Linked DNA regions of Rattus norvegicus: region 2 is linked to region 1. The links are chromatin contacts, called in public Hi-C maps. All regions are on one chromosome and are shown on one strand. Each heading gives the region's core, a stretch centred on a gene start, on an enhancer-like site or on the middle of the called end of the contact. The rest is flanking DNA. Distances are from core to core; before and after follow the strand shown.

The links. A called contact is a pair of places that touch in the nucleus more often than the background predicts.
Region 2: a Hi-C map of the A7r5 cell line shows a contact between it and region 1, with 6 times the contacts expected there. The contact joins the promoter of Mrpl33 here to the promoter of Fosl2 in region 1. A contact is called at or near these places in 3 of 12 Hi-C or Micro-C datasets (the A7r5 cell line, hepatocytes and kidney) and 1 of 1 datasets of contacts at active chromatin or transcription factors (oligodendrocytes).

Annotation. Positions count from the first base shown.
Region 1 is chr6:30,036,335-30,042,212 of GRCr8, forward strand. Fosl2 (FOS like 2, AP-1 transcription factor subunit) reads right to left here and starts at 2,935. Exons shown (of 4, transcript NM_012954.2): 1 at 2,772-2,935. The coding sequence starts at 2,873.
Region 2 is chr6:30,550,974-30,556,851 of GRCr8, forward strand. It overlaps Mrpl33 (mitochondrial ribosomal protein L33), which reads right to left and starts at 3,014. Exons shown (of 4, transcript NM_001398587.1): 1 at 2,943-3,014; 2 at 2,338-2,356; 3 at 355-461. The coding sequence starts at 2,964.

The DNA of each region.
Region 1 (5,878 bases), core at 1,685-4,184:
GTGTACACGCCTGTTGGGAGAATGTGGCAGAGGGAAAAGGTTGGTCTGATATTCTCTGTTCCAGAAGGAAATGTCCTTGACTTACTCTCACAAGTCATCAGAACAGATAGCCACCTTGGAAAAGTTCCGTGTCTTGTTTTGTTTTGTTTTTCATTTGAAGGGGGCCTGGCTGAAGAAAACAAGTTATGAAATGACCTATGTTTGTGTAACTGGCTGGATTGCGTAATGCCAGGGCCCTGAAACCGTAACAGCCAAGGAGCAAGGCACAGCATATATCTGGAGGTGTTGTCCCAGGGAAAAAAAAGAAAATCACAACAATGAAGCAAACTCCAGGAGCGGGAGGGACATCCAGCTATCTCCAAGAAAATGGAACTGCCGGCGATTAACCTTTGAGATTGAGATTACAGCTACAGCAGGAAATATTTTTCATGTTCCGAGTTCCTGCCATGTACACCAGGCAGAGGTCTTAACAAAGCTGTCTGCTTCCCAAGACCTTATGAAGTTAGACAGAGAGGGGAAGTGGCGGGCAGCAAACATATCGGGGACACAGGACCCCACAAACAAGGAGAACAGGGAAAACCAGGAACATCTCACAATGATTGGTCTACAGTGCTACCATAAAGGAGGAAGGCCCAGTCACTAACTGCCAGGAAATCTTCCCGGTCCCCGAGAAGGCGGCTGGGAGCAGAGTTGATTTCAGACTTAATCTGGCATGTAATAAAGTTACCTTGAACCCAGATCAGGGTGCGTCGTAGCTCGGAGTTGGGAAGTAAGAAAAGCAGACGCCTATCATTGGGACCACAGAACTGTTTTTGCAGAAAGTCAGAGCAGGGAAGAGAAAGCCCTCCTCCCCTTCCCCATCTCCCACCCACTACATGGGCAAGGAGCAGAGAGGCCAGGCTGAGAGTTGGCTGAAGTGGCCAATGCCTCTGGTTTGAAAGACTTTTTGCTCCTGCCGCTGAGCAGAATGGGCAGCCGGACCTGAGAATCCCATGCACTGGTTGTTGCTAATTGCAAAATCCTCATGTGTTACAGCATGCTAGGAATTAGCCAACAGCTGCTTTTTGCTTGGGTAATGAGGCCCCATTACACACGGCTGGACGGAGCTCTCTTCCTTCATCCGAGCATCGGTTTCCTGTCTGATTTGCTTCCAAAACAGGGAATTGCCTCTGCTTACATCCTGGGCTCAAAGCCCTAGTGACACAGATTATTCAGTAGGGGCACTGATGTCCGGTCTGACTTCATCCAGGCCAGGAGATTGTACTATGTCAGTCAGTGCTCACTGCCTTGGTCTCATTAGTGGAAGAAACAGAAGAAATTCCAGGCTCCTACGATGATTGGGAAGGAGAGGTACCTGGGGTAGGGTTATTGGATTGGAAAGTAGGGGAACAACAGGTATAAATGACTCTAAATCCATTGGTGAATGATGTTTGGATTCAGCCCAAAACACCAACTGCACAGGGACACAAATATAAGCAACTACTTTTGAGATGTGATTTTGTGCTCAGTGGTAAGGGTTCATTGACTGCACCCTCAACGCTTAGACCAGGCTATCCACAGGGGGTGCTTAATAGGTATGGGGGAGGGCGGGTAGAGAGAACACACAGAAAAGCCATTTGTAAGGACTCTTCAGACATGGGACATTACTTTGAGAGATGCCTTTCTCATCAGATTACAAAGAAACCCATATTTCTATATTTCTCAGCTCAGTTCACCCCTCCCTGGAAGACCCCTGACCTCTAAAGGTCAAAGTCAAGGCCATAGCCATTGGCTTATGGAGTAACTCATGCTGCAGCCAGCTTGTCTAGGAACTCCCAATGCTGGCTGAGGTGGGCTTCAGGTGGCAGGGAACCTTGTGTGTGCATGCAATTCCCTCGCAAGTTCTTGTATGCGGTTCCTGCTACACAAGTCAGATACCCCACGGCCCCCCACCGCCCCACCAGTACCTACAGAGACATAGATTACAGGCAAGATCCCTCAGTGCAAACCAGTCTGGCTGCTTTAGAAAAAGAGTTGTTTTTCTACTTCTAAAACCACTCAGGAGCCCAAGTGATGTCTCTCTCTCCCACTTCTCTCTGACAGCTTCTTTGCCCCAGTACCCCCAAGCCCCTCAAGGATCTGCTCCGGGGGAAATACAGGCTCCTGCCCAACCCTTACCGGAAGCTGGAGGGGGGGTATCACAGAAGGTGTCAAGAGCCAATCAAAGCCAGCTTCTTCCTTACTGACCTTCGCACCTAATTCCCAGAGGCAACCCTCGTCCTCACTCCCAATCACTTGAAGGAGCCCAGCCTTGTTTCTGAGCCCCCAAGCCTTTTCAGAAAACAGCTAAGATCGAAGAATAACAGAAGAAAGAAGGGTTAAAAAGCCTTCCCCCGCAGGGTCCTTTCGGTTGGGAGGGGCTTAGAGGGTGCAAAGATTTTCTTGCCTATCCACTACCTAGAAAGAGGAAGGTGAAAAGGAAGGCAGAGCGGCTCGGAAGGAGGCAACAGGCTTCCCGGAGGGGACCTGCAGTATCATGAGCTTTTCTGGAAAATTAAGTAAGAAAAGGGGGAGAGGGTGTCGTTGGCTCTCCAAGCCCACTCTCCGCTTGTTTAAAAAAAGTGGAGGGGAGGGGCGGAACAGAACAAAACCCCACAACTTACAGCGGTGACCCCTAAGTATTTTTCTAGCTTAGCGAGGAAAGGGAAAAGACGGAGGTTGGGGGTGGAGGCACTGGGAGCGAGAAGAGGGAGTCTGCCCGCGCCGCCAGGTGCACCCCGGCCCGCACGTACCTGCTGGCCGCCGCCACCGCTGGAGTAGGACTCGGCGTGCGCAGGAGAGCCACTGCTGCCCCGGGACGAGGTGTCAAAGTTCCCGGGATAATCCTGGTACATGATCCGCGGTGGGGGCCGGAGAGGAAACAGGGTGGTTTTCTTCCCCGCCCTCGCCGCGGCCGCGCACAGTTTGCTGCGCGCTCGCTGGTCCACCGGCCCGGCCGCGGACTGGGCTTTTCGCTCCCGGGCTGTCCACCCAACCCAGGCAGACAGGAGGCAGCGACACTCGGGAAATGACCCCCCGATCGCCGCGCACCGCACTTCGTTTCTGCTCTGCAAGCTCCGCGGAACCGGTTGTCCACCGGGTCCCTCCCTCTAAAAAGTCGGCGCGTCCCTCGGTCCCTCCCCTGCGCGCGCCCTTCCGCCCCCGCGCGCAGCCCGAGCTCTGCCCGGACCTACGGGTTGGAGAAAAATGGGCAACGCAAAAAAGACTAGGAGCTCTGCGGGTGTCGCTTGGCAGCTCTGGGGGACTCCCTCTCCGATCTCCCAGGGCGCCAAAAGGGCGAAAAAGAAAAGCTGCCGGTTGGGAGAAACTTCTGTTTCCTCCTTTTAGAAAAGGAGCCCAAGAATAAACTTCCTGTGGCCAACTCGCCGCCTGAGTTTCCCGGCGACTCGGACACTTGACTTAGGACAAGGCGATGAGCGCCGGTCCAGCGGCCCCGATCGCGCCGGTGGGACAGCGCCCGTGGGGTTCCAGGCTGAGCGGTGCTGAGAGGGACGTGGCTCCGCGTCGCAGTGACCTGCACCCGGTGCCTGCTCTGGGACCGGCCAGTCTCACGCGTCTCGCCTCGCTTCGCCCTCCCCTCTCTCTCCCCCTCTTTCTTGCGCGCTCTCTCTCTCTGTCCCTGCCGAGCGCCGCTCGCTGTCTCTCTCCGAGCCCCTGCGCTCTGCCCGAGATGAGTCACTACAATGGCACGAGTTCAACTCCACACTCTTTATTCTCCAGCCCCGCACCATGTGGATCCACTCACGTCAACTGTAGACTCCACCTTGCTGGGAGGAGCGCTCGAGGCGGCGGGGGAGGAGGCCCGGGACAAGGAGGAGGAGGAAGAGGAGCGGGAGGGGAGGAGGCGGGCGCGGCGCTCCCCTCCCGGCCCTGCTCGCGGTCGCGCTGACGCCAGCCGCACACCCCGCGCAAGGAAGGCGGGCGGCGGGGAGGGTGGGAGCGGGCGGCCCCCGCACTACGGGGGCGCCGAAGCCGCCCGCGTTCTTGCAGATCTCCTCCACCCCCCTGGGGCGCAGCGCCCTTGGTCTGTTCCATTGGCGCACGTTGCCAAAGATGGTCATTTGCGTTAGAGGACGCGAGTGCGGGTTTCCTCGCATTCGGGTGACGTGGAGGGAGAGGGATTCCCTCGCCTGCTCCTGAGTGCGCTCTGGCCTCCCTACCTCCCCCCCCAACCTCCACCCCAAAAGGAAGGGGCGCGGGGCGGGGCCCCGAAAGCGGCCGCGCGGGCCTGGGCTCTGGGTTTTAGAAAAAAAAAAAAAAAATCGCAGCCTGAAGACCAGACGGGCGGCTCAGTGCGGCGCCACCGCGAGGCCGAGAGCCCAGCGCGCAGAGCCGCTCGCGGGGAGGGCGCGGCCGTGCGCAGTCGTCCGCACCCTCAGCGGCGCCGCCCGGTGCAGCGGGCGTCCTGGACGCACCGGGCACCCGCGCCACCCTGCGGCCGGGTCTTGGCGGGGTGCGGCACGGCGCCGCCAGGCGGGGCAGGCCTGCCCATTTTTCACTCAGAGCCTGCCTGCCCACTGCTTCCCCTTTGAGTGTGTGTGTGTGTGTGTGTGTGTGTGTGTGTGTACTTTTTTCTTTTCTGTTTATTTATTTATTTTTGTTTTGGCCTTCCAATTAATTTGCTAAAAGTAATATTGAAGACGAAATTAGCTAGCGAGACACTCTGGGAGTCCTCTGTGCTAGATAATTAGGACGCATCTAATAGTAGTAAGCAGGCCTTAAAAGCAAATCGGGTTAAAAAAAAAACTGGGGGCCGAGAGGTGTGCCCCAAGTTGCCTTGAGCTGTTTTGGAGCAAAGTTCAGGGCGCGCGTGGCCGGACTCCAGGCTCTTCCCGCCTTGCTGGGTGGGGTGGCACTCAGGGTAAAGAGCGCAGGCCTTGGAGTATGAACGCCTGGCTATGCTATTTACGAGCTGTGAGATCTTGGGCGAGTCTAGAGTCTCAGTTTCCTCCTCTTTATAATGAAAGGTTTGGGGCAAGACGACCTTCTAAAGCTTTGTCTGCTCCGGATAGCCAATCATCCCCAGAGAAGGTACAATGTGTACAGCTAAGTGCTGTACCAGGAGTTGAAGAACTCTTTTCTTTTGGGGTAGGGTCTCAGGATTGCACAGGGTGTCCTAAAACTCGCTCTATAGCAAAGATAAGCCTCCACCTCCCGAGCGCCGGGATTACAAGCGTGAAACAACGCTGTTCAGCTATCCTTAAGCAGTGCATCTGAATCCTTAAACTTTTGAGGAGTGAATAGGAAGATGGGTTGTTAGGATTCTGCTGAGGATGTTAAAGCGCTATGCATCTTCCACATCACATCTCAGGTCCTCAGTTTCCTTATCTGTGAAGTGGGGGCGTTACTAGGAAAGAAAAATAAAAGCCGGGAACTCGAAGCTTTCCCGGGGCTCTATATAAAGCGCCGGCGTTTCCGGGACGGCTGGCGGCATCTGGCAGCCCCAAGGGCCCCAAGATACGGTAATCCCAAACAATACTCGGGGTCATTGTTTACAGTTATAAAACACATTCTGTCCTGAGCTCCATCCCCAAGGACTTGTGCGCGTGGGGAGCCGAGGTGGCCAGACTTCGCATTTCTGCAGCTGCCCTTACAGCAGAATGTGCAGCTCTGCTGACTGGCGAACGTGGTGTGGGGCAGGCGTCCACGCAAGCACGCACCAGCCGTGGGTGACTGGCCCATTCCGCCCCCTCCTTCATCCCTGCGTCCTGGCCTGCCTGAGTGTTTACGCGCCTCTCTCAGCAGGACTGAGTAAATGCAGCCGTTTGACGCAAAACGGATCAGCCCTTCTCCAGCAGCAGCAGCAAAACCCAGAAAACTGGAGGTGGGGACGGGGGCA
Region 2 (5,878 bases), core at 1,764-4,263, 510 kb after region 1:
CACACCCTCCCCTTCGCAAATGGCTGCTGCCTATTCTTCAGATAGCTGATTTCCTACCTTCATGTAACTAACCCTTCTTAGAGCCTCTGCCTGACTATCCCAATGTCCCGATGGCCTTGCTCACAGCACTTACTTACACCATGTCATTTCTTCCCTCCCTCTCAAAGTTCTTGTGTCCTGGTGTACCCGCCCATGGCATAGAAGCTAGCTAGCACCATAACAACATTCAGTACATATCACTGAATGAATGTCATGATTCCAAGGGGGCCACAAAATCCCCAGAGACATTCATTTGGAAAGGAGACAGAAGGTCCTGAGAACATGAGCTGCCAAGACATCACTTCTGAGCCTTACCTATTGGATCATAGTGCAGAAGGGTCAGCTTCTCTCGGAGTCGGCTTCTCTTGTAGTTGAAGGAGAAACCTGTCCCGGCTTGGCTCACCAGTTTTACCAGAATAGTTCTAAGATCAAAAAATACATTGTCACGAGCTCAAAACACATTAGGTAGGCCACCAAGAACACACAGCACACTTTGCTATGGAGTCGTAATGGTTATGATTTTACTCAGCCCTTAGAGGGCCTGTGCCATGACACTGTACATTTCCCAAAAAATTATTTCAATGGCTCTGAATCCCAAAGTCACCTACGATGACCCTGTGACCTCACCAAAACAACAGGCATGATGAAGCCAAATCAGAGACTGGGCCTCTGAGGACATCTCTCACTGGGGGCAGAGGTCTGGTGGGAGAATATACAGGGCGGTAGTCACTGCTGGCCTATAAGGCAACCCTGAAGATGGCTGCCTGCCTTGGGAGAGCCGACTGATAGCAGGAAGGGACAAAATAGAGAGATCTCAAGTTTACAACACTGATGTACAGGCCCTGGGCACCTAAATATTTCATTTAAATTAGTCATCCAAACCAGAAAACTTATTCTTTCTCTCCCTGCCCTTTGAATACTTGTGCTGTTACTTTCTCCTATGTGTGTGTGTCCTCTTTGCCTTGACACATAAGACATTCCTCATGCCATTCCAAAACCTATCTGAAGCACTTGAGACCACACTACAACCATGCAGGGAGGCTCACATCTACAATCCCAGCACCCTGAAGGCTGAGACAGGAGGATTACCTTGAAGACCAACCTTGACTACAGACTGAGATCCTGTCTCAAAACACAAAATAAAGCCAAGAAGGCCACATTACTCCTCAAACAGTGCCCCTGAACCACAATATTTGTTGGTGAAACAAGAAAGACAATGATGCCAGGTCTGGTGGTGCAGGCCAATAGTCCTAACCACTCAGGAGGCTGGAGCAGGAAGTTGGCAAGTTCAAGGCCAGCCTGGGCTACTCAGTGAGGTCTTGTGTAAAAACTTAGAAAAACAAATATGAGGGCTGAAGAGAATTCAGGGAGAGAGCTTTTGCCCAGCATGGCCCTAGGTTCAATCCCCAGTACAGGAGTGGGAGGAGGGGGGTTATGTAATTAACATCATTCATTCATTCATAAAGACTCAACAAATCTCTATAGGGTACTTACTCTGTGAGGAGCCCTATAAGAAGCATAAAACTTAAGTCTGCATCTTCTTGCGGCTAAAACTATGAACAGATGAACTGGCACTTTGGGGAAGGCAAGGCACTGGTCTAGCCTCTGGTTCCAGCTGCCTAATGGTTAGCTCTGCAGTCTTTCTAGTGCCTGGACTGATTTTTATACACAGGCTCTAGGTTTTCATCAAAGCAGAGCTCATCTGTAGATCCCTGCAGAAGACTCCAGGCAAATGGCTCTGCTGGTAGGGCCAAACAGATCACCAGCCCCTAGAGGTTTGTTTAGGAGCAAAACAATGAACTGAAAGGACCCTGAGATGAGACAAGAAGCAAAGCTCCTTTACACAAAGGCTGTGAATACTCACTGGAGTTAGTCACTCCTGGAGACAGGAGGGAGTCAGCACAGTCCTCAACTTACCTCAGTGCAAATGCACTGCTTTGCAAGAGGCCAGATTTCCAACTGCCCCACCGCACCCCTGCCCACCCCCAGGCTAGTAATGGGCACCTCAGCTTCCAGCTAGCCACAAAGGTAGAAGGAAGCACTGATTTGCTAAGTTACGTGTTCTGTGGTTTCGACGTATTAGATGCATCTTCAGCTTATGTATCTGCAATCCAGGACAGAACTGTCAAATGCTAGCACCATCAAAGGAAGAGGCATCTGGACTTTCTTCCCAAGTTGTTCACATCAACCAAATAACTAACCAAATAACCCCAAATCAACTTTTGGGCAATCAAAACCAAACACTGGACCAATCCCACCAGGAATAAGCGAACTTTAAAAACAAAAGCCTTTACTTACTTTGACTTGCTCTTGGCAACTTGTGTGTGTGAAGGTTGAAAGGGAAAAAAAGGGATAAATTTGTTATTTTTTTTCCTTCAAAGTGCTTATCAACATTAGTAAAAACCAAAAACATATACCCCGTTTACACTAAAATAACGTTTTCCTGGATATCAGTCAAACACTGACAATAAAAGCATCCACAATTTTGGATGCTGGGGGGGGGGGCGTGTATAATCAATACAGTTGTCTGTGACCTTAACATCTTTTAAGTAGTATCTGCTCTATTCTCACCCTTCTGTGGCGTAAATATTTGTATTGTAACAAGGCTCTTGTTTGAACTCTCAAACTGTAACAAAGTCGCCTGAGGTGGAAACGAACACTCTAACCAGGACGTCAGCTTGGAGACAGGCAGCCGGATAATACACCACAGCTGCCAGTAGACACTGTCCGGACACCCCCGCAGTGGGCGACAGAGCTCCCACCGCCTCCTCACCAGACTCGGAGGCCCGCCGCGGGGTGGCAGCCGCCCCGCCAGGTCCTCCACCCACCGGGCTCCACCCCGGGACCTGCGAGTCACCGCCTCGGCCCCACGCTGCAGACCCTGCCGCCTGACACCGACTTACAAGAGACGGCAGAAAGCAGCATGGCGTCCGTACCCCTACTCTCACACAGACCCGCCGAAAGAGCTCAACAACTGCTTCCGGGGCATGTGGCGCCGGTTCCGGTAGAAGGCTCAGGAAGTGGACAGAAACCCCGCCCTCCCTGGAGTTCTGACAGTCTCTGACTCCGTGCTTTACTGGTAGTGAGTTTTGTGGTATTATGGGAAGGACGCCCCCACCATACAAAAGATAATACTGCCAGTTATCACAAAACCCAGATCTGCCTGACTCCAAAACCTGCAGCCTTTCCCAGTAGACACTGATCTACCATTTATTTGCCCATCAATTTTTTTACGCCTGTGCAAGGAGCCTTAACTCCACCACCAGGGACCTCATTGGTAACTTCATCTCCCAATTGCTAAGCAGGATTTTAATATTTTTACTGTTGTTGTTTTGCTCGATTTGTGTGTTTATAATAATTCTCCCTATATTATAATTTATTTTTACGTGACTTAGTGTTTTGCTTGCATGCATATTTGTGCACCACTTGTGTACCTGGTGCCTGAGAAGTTCGAAGCATGTGTAGGACCTCCTGGAACCGGAGAGTTATGATGGTCGTGAGCCACCATGTGGGTACTGGGAGGCAAACCCTGGTCCCCTACAAAGGCAACAAATATTTATAGTGGCTTAGCAATCATCTATTTGGCCTCTTGTTGTTGTGGTGGTGGTGGTGGTGGTGGTGGTGGTGGTGGTGGTGGTGGTGGTGGTGGTGGTGGTGGTGGTCATATTTTTAAATATTTAAATATGTACTTAGTGCTAGCCTAGCTTAATCAGAGAGTTCCAGACTCAGTAAAGACCCTGTCTCAAAAAAAAAAAAAATTAAATAGGTGGAGAGGAAGCAACATTGACCTCTGTCCTCCACACATGCACGTATGTTCACATGTGTCAGTTCACATGTATACACACATATAACACAGGAACACAAAAGAGACACCATGTGAGCTACCCCTTGAATGCTTGAATGGGCTGTGAAGGAGACAATTACATTCTCATCCCCTTTGGTACATCTACCTGTTACTTACACCTAACACAGTATTGGCAGCTGGTGAACTGATTAAGATGTTACTAATACAGATGGAATTCCTGATTTGTTTTTTTCTTTTCCACCTGAACTTGCGCATTGAGCCCTCTATCCCTTATAAAGTGCAGAGCAGTAAAGGCAGCCGGAAGGGAAAGAAGCAAGAAGGGGAGCAGAACAAATTCAGCCTCTTTGGAAGCTGGAATGGGGGAGGAAAGAGAGGAGACCACTGTTTAACCTGGATAGAGATGGAGGGAGGGAGAACCCGGGCCTCATCCTGGGTTACACAGAGAGCAGCCTCCCTCATGTTAGTGACATGCACTTAGTGGTGGGGTTTAGACCTCTCTGTGCTGCACTGCACACCATCCAGCCCATTGTCACACTTATGCCAGCCTGACTCATAGTTGGGGCATATAGATAGCTGTTGTTCTTGTCCACCAGATCAGTGGTGTTAGCTCCCTAACCTATCCTGCAGGCCAGGGAACATGGGTTCTAGCAGAGGGGACCCCACAGGAGAAGAGTTCCCTGCAACAGTGATGGTACTCGCTCAGTTACCTCTAGACAGACCAAGGCAATTTCAAAATCAGGTCTCTGCCTCAACAACTTAGGATGAGAGCAAAGAACACCTTGGAGAGTAAGACTGAAAGCTGGGCATAGGCACTGGGTTCAATCTGTATGGAAGGCATCCTCCGACCGACAGTTAACACATCCCCACCATCTAACCCTGCCATCATGATCCAGCCCCACGCCTCATCACTCAGGTCTACTACAGGTCAACGCCACAGAAAGCATTTCCTGACCTGTATGCCCCACCTCACCCCACGCTTTCCTCACTGCTCCCTTAGAGCAGCTAGTAGGCCTCTCTGCAGGCTTTTAATCACTGGTCTTCCCCCATCCCAAAATAAAATCATGGAGTCCAGTTTGTGCTGACCAGCTACTCCTAAGCAGGAGGTCTGCCCTAGGGTGTGGTTGATATGCCCAGTGTCACTTTATGGAAGAAAACTGATTTTCCGTTTCCCAGAAGCTAACAATTGCCAATAGGTTCTTGGTTGGAGGTGGGACTTGGTGCCTACTTCCCCTTCTCGAAGAGACTGTAACAGCAAGCACAAGATCTGCACAGGTTCAAACCAAGCAAAATGCCATCCGGTTTTTAAACTCCTTAGCCCAATGGTTCTCAAACTTCATAATGTTGGGACCCTTTCATACAATGCCTAACGTTGTGGTGAGCCCCAGTCATAAAAATATTTCATTGCTACTTCACAGCTGTGATTTTGCTACTGTTAAGAACTGTAATGTAGGGCTGGAGAGATGGCTCAGCTGTTAAAGGCTAGGCTCACAACCAAAAATGTAAGAATTGTAATGTAAACATCTGATATGTAGGATATTACACGCCCCGCAATGGCGGTTGAGAACTATTGCCCTAGAGGGTCTGAGGTACAGGGATAATTGAACTATACTAAGTGGGATCCATGAATTCTGGATTGACTAGTAGGCCCTAAATTGCAGGTGTGGCCATTGAATTTATTTTGAATGATGAGCCTCCCTTATCTGGGTAAGCAGAGGAGGGGAGAACATGGCCAACTTGAAAAAAATGAGCAAGTCTTGAGCTACAGCCAAAGAGAAGGTGCACGCCTACATTCCAGAAGGCTCTAGGACACTTAACAGAGGCCCAAGACCAAAGACCCAAAGCAGGAACTTAGCTGTTACCAGAAAGATTAATGGAGGTCCTGCCAGCAACGCCCTTCCTACTCACATACTTCACACTAGGCTCCTGACAGGAGCAGTCTTAGAAAAGTCAACACATTCGATCTGATTGGTGGGTGACTGATGGGAGAAAACTGTGGGTGCTGAAGTGAAGCATCTGAAAGGGTGTGGGGGTTTG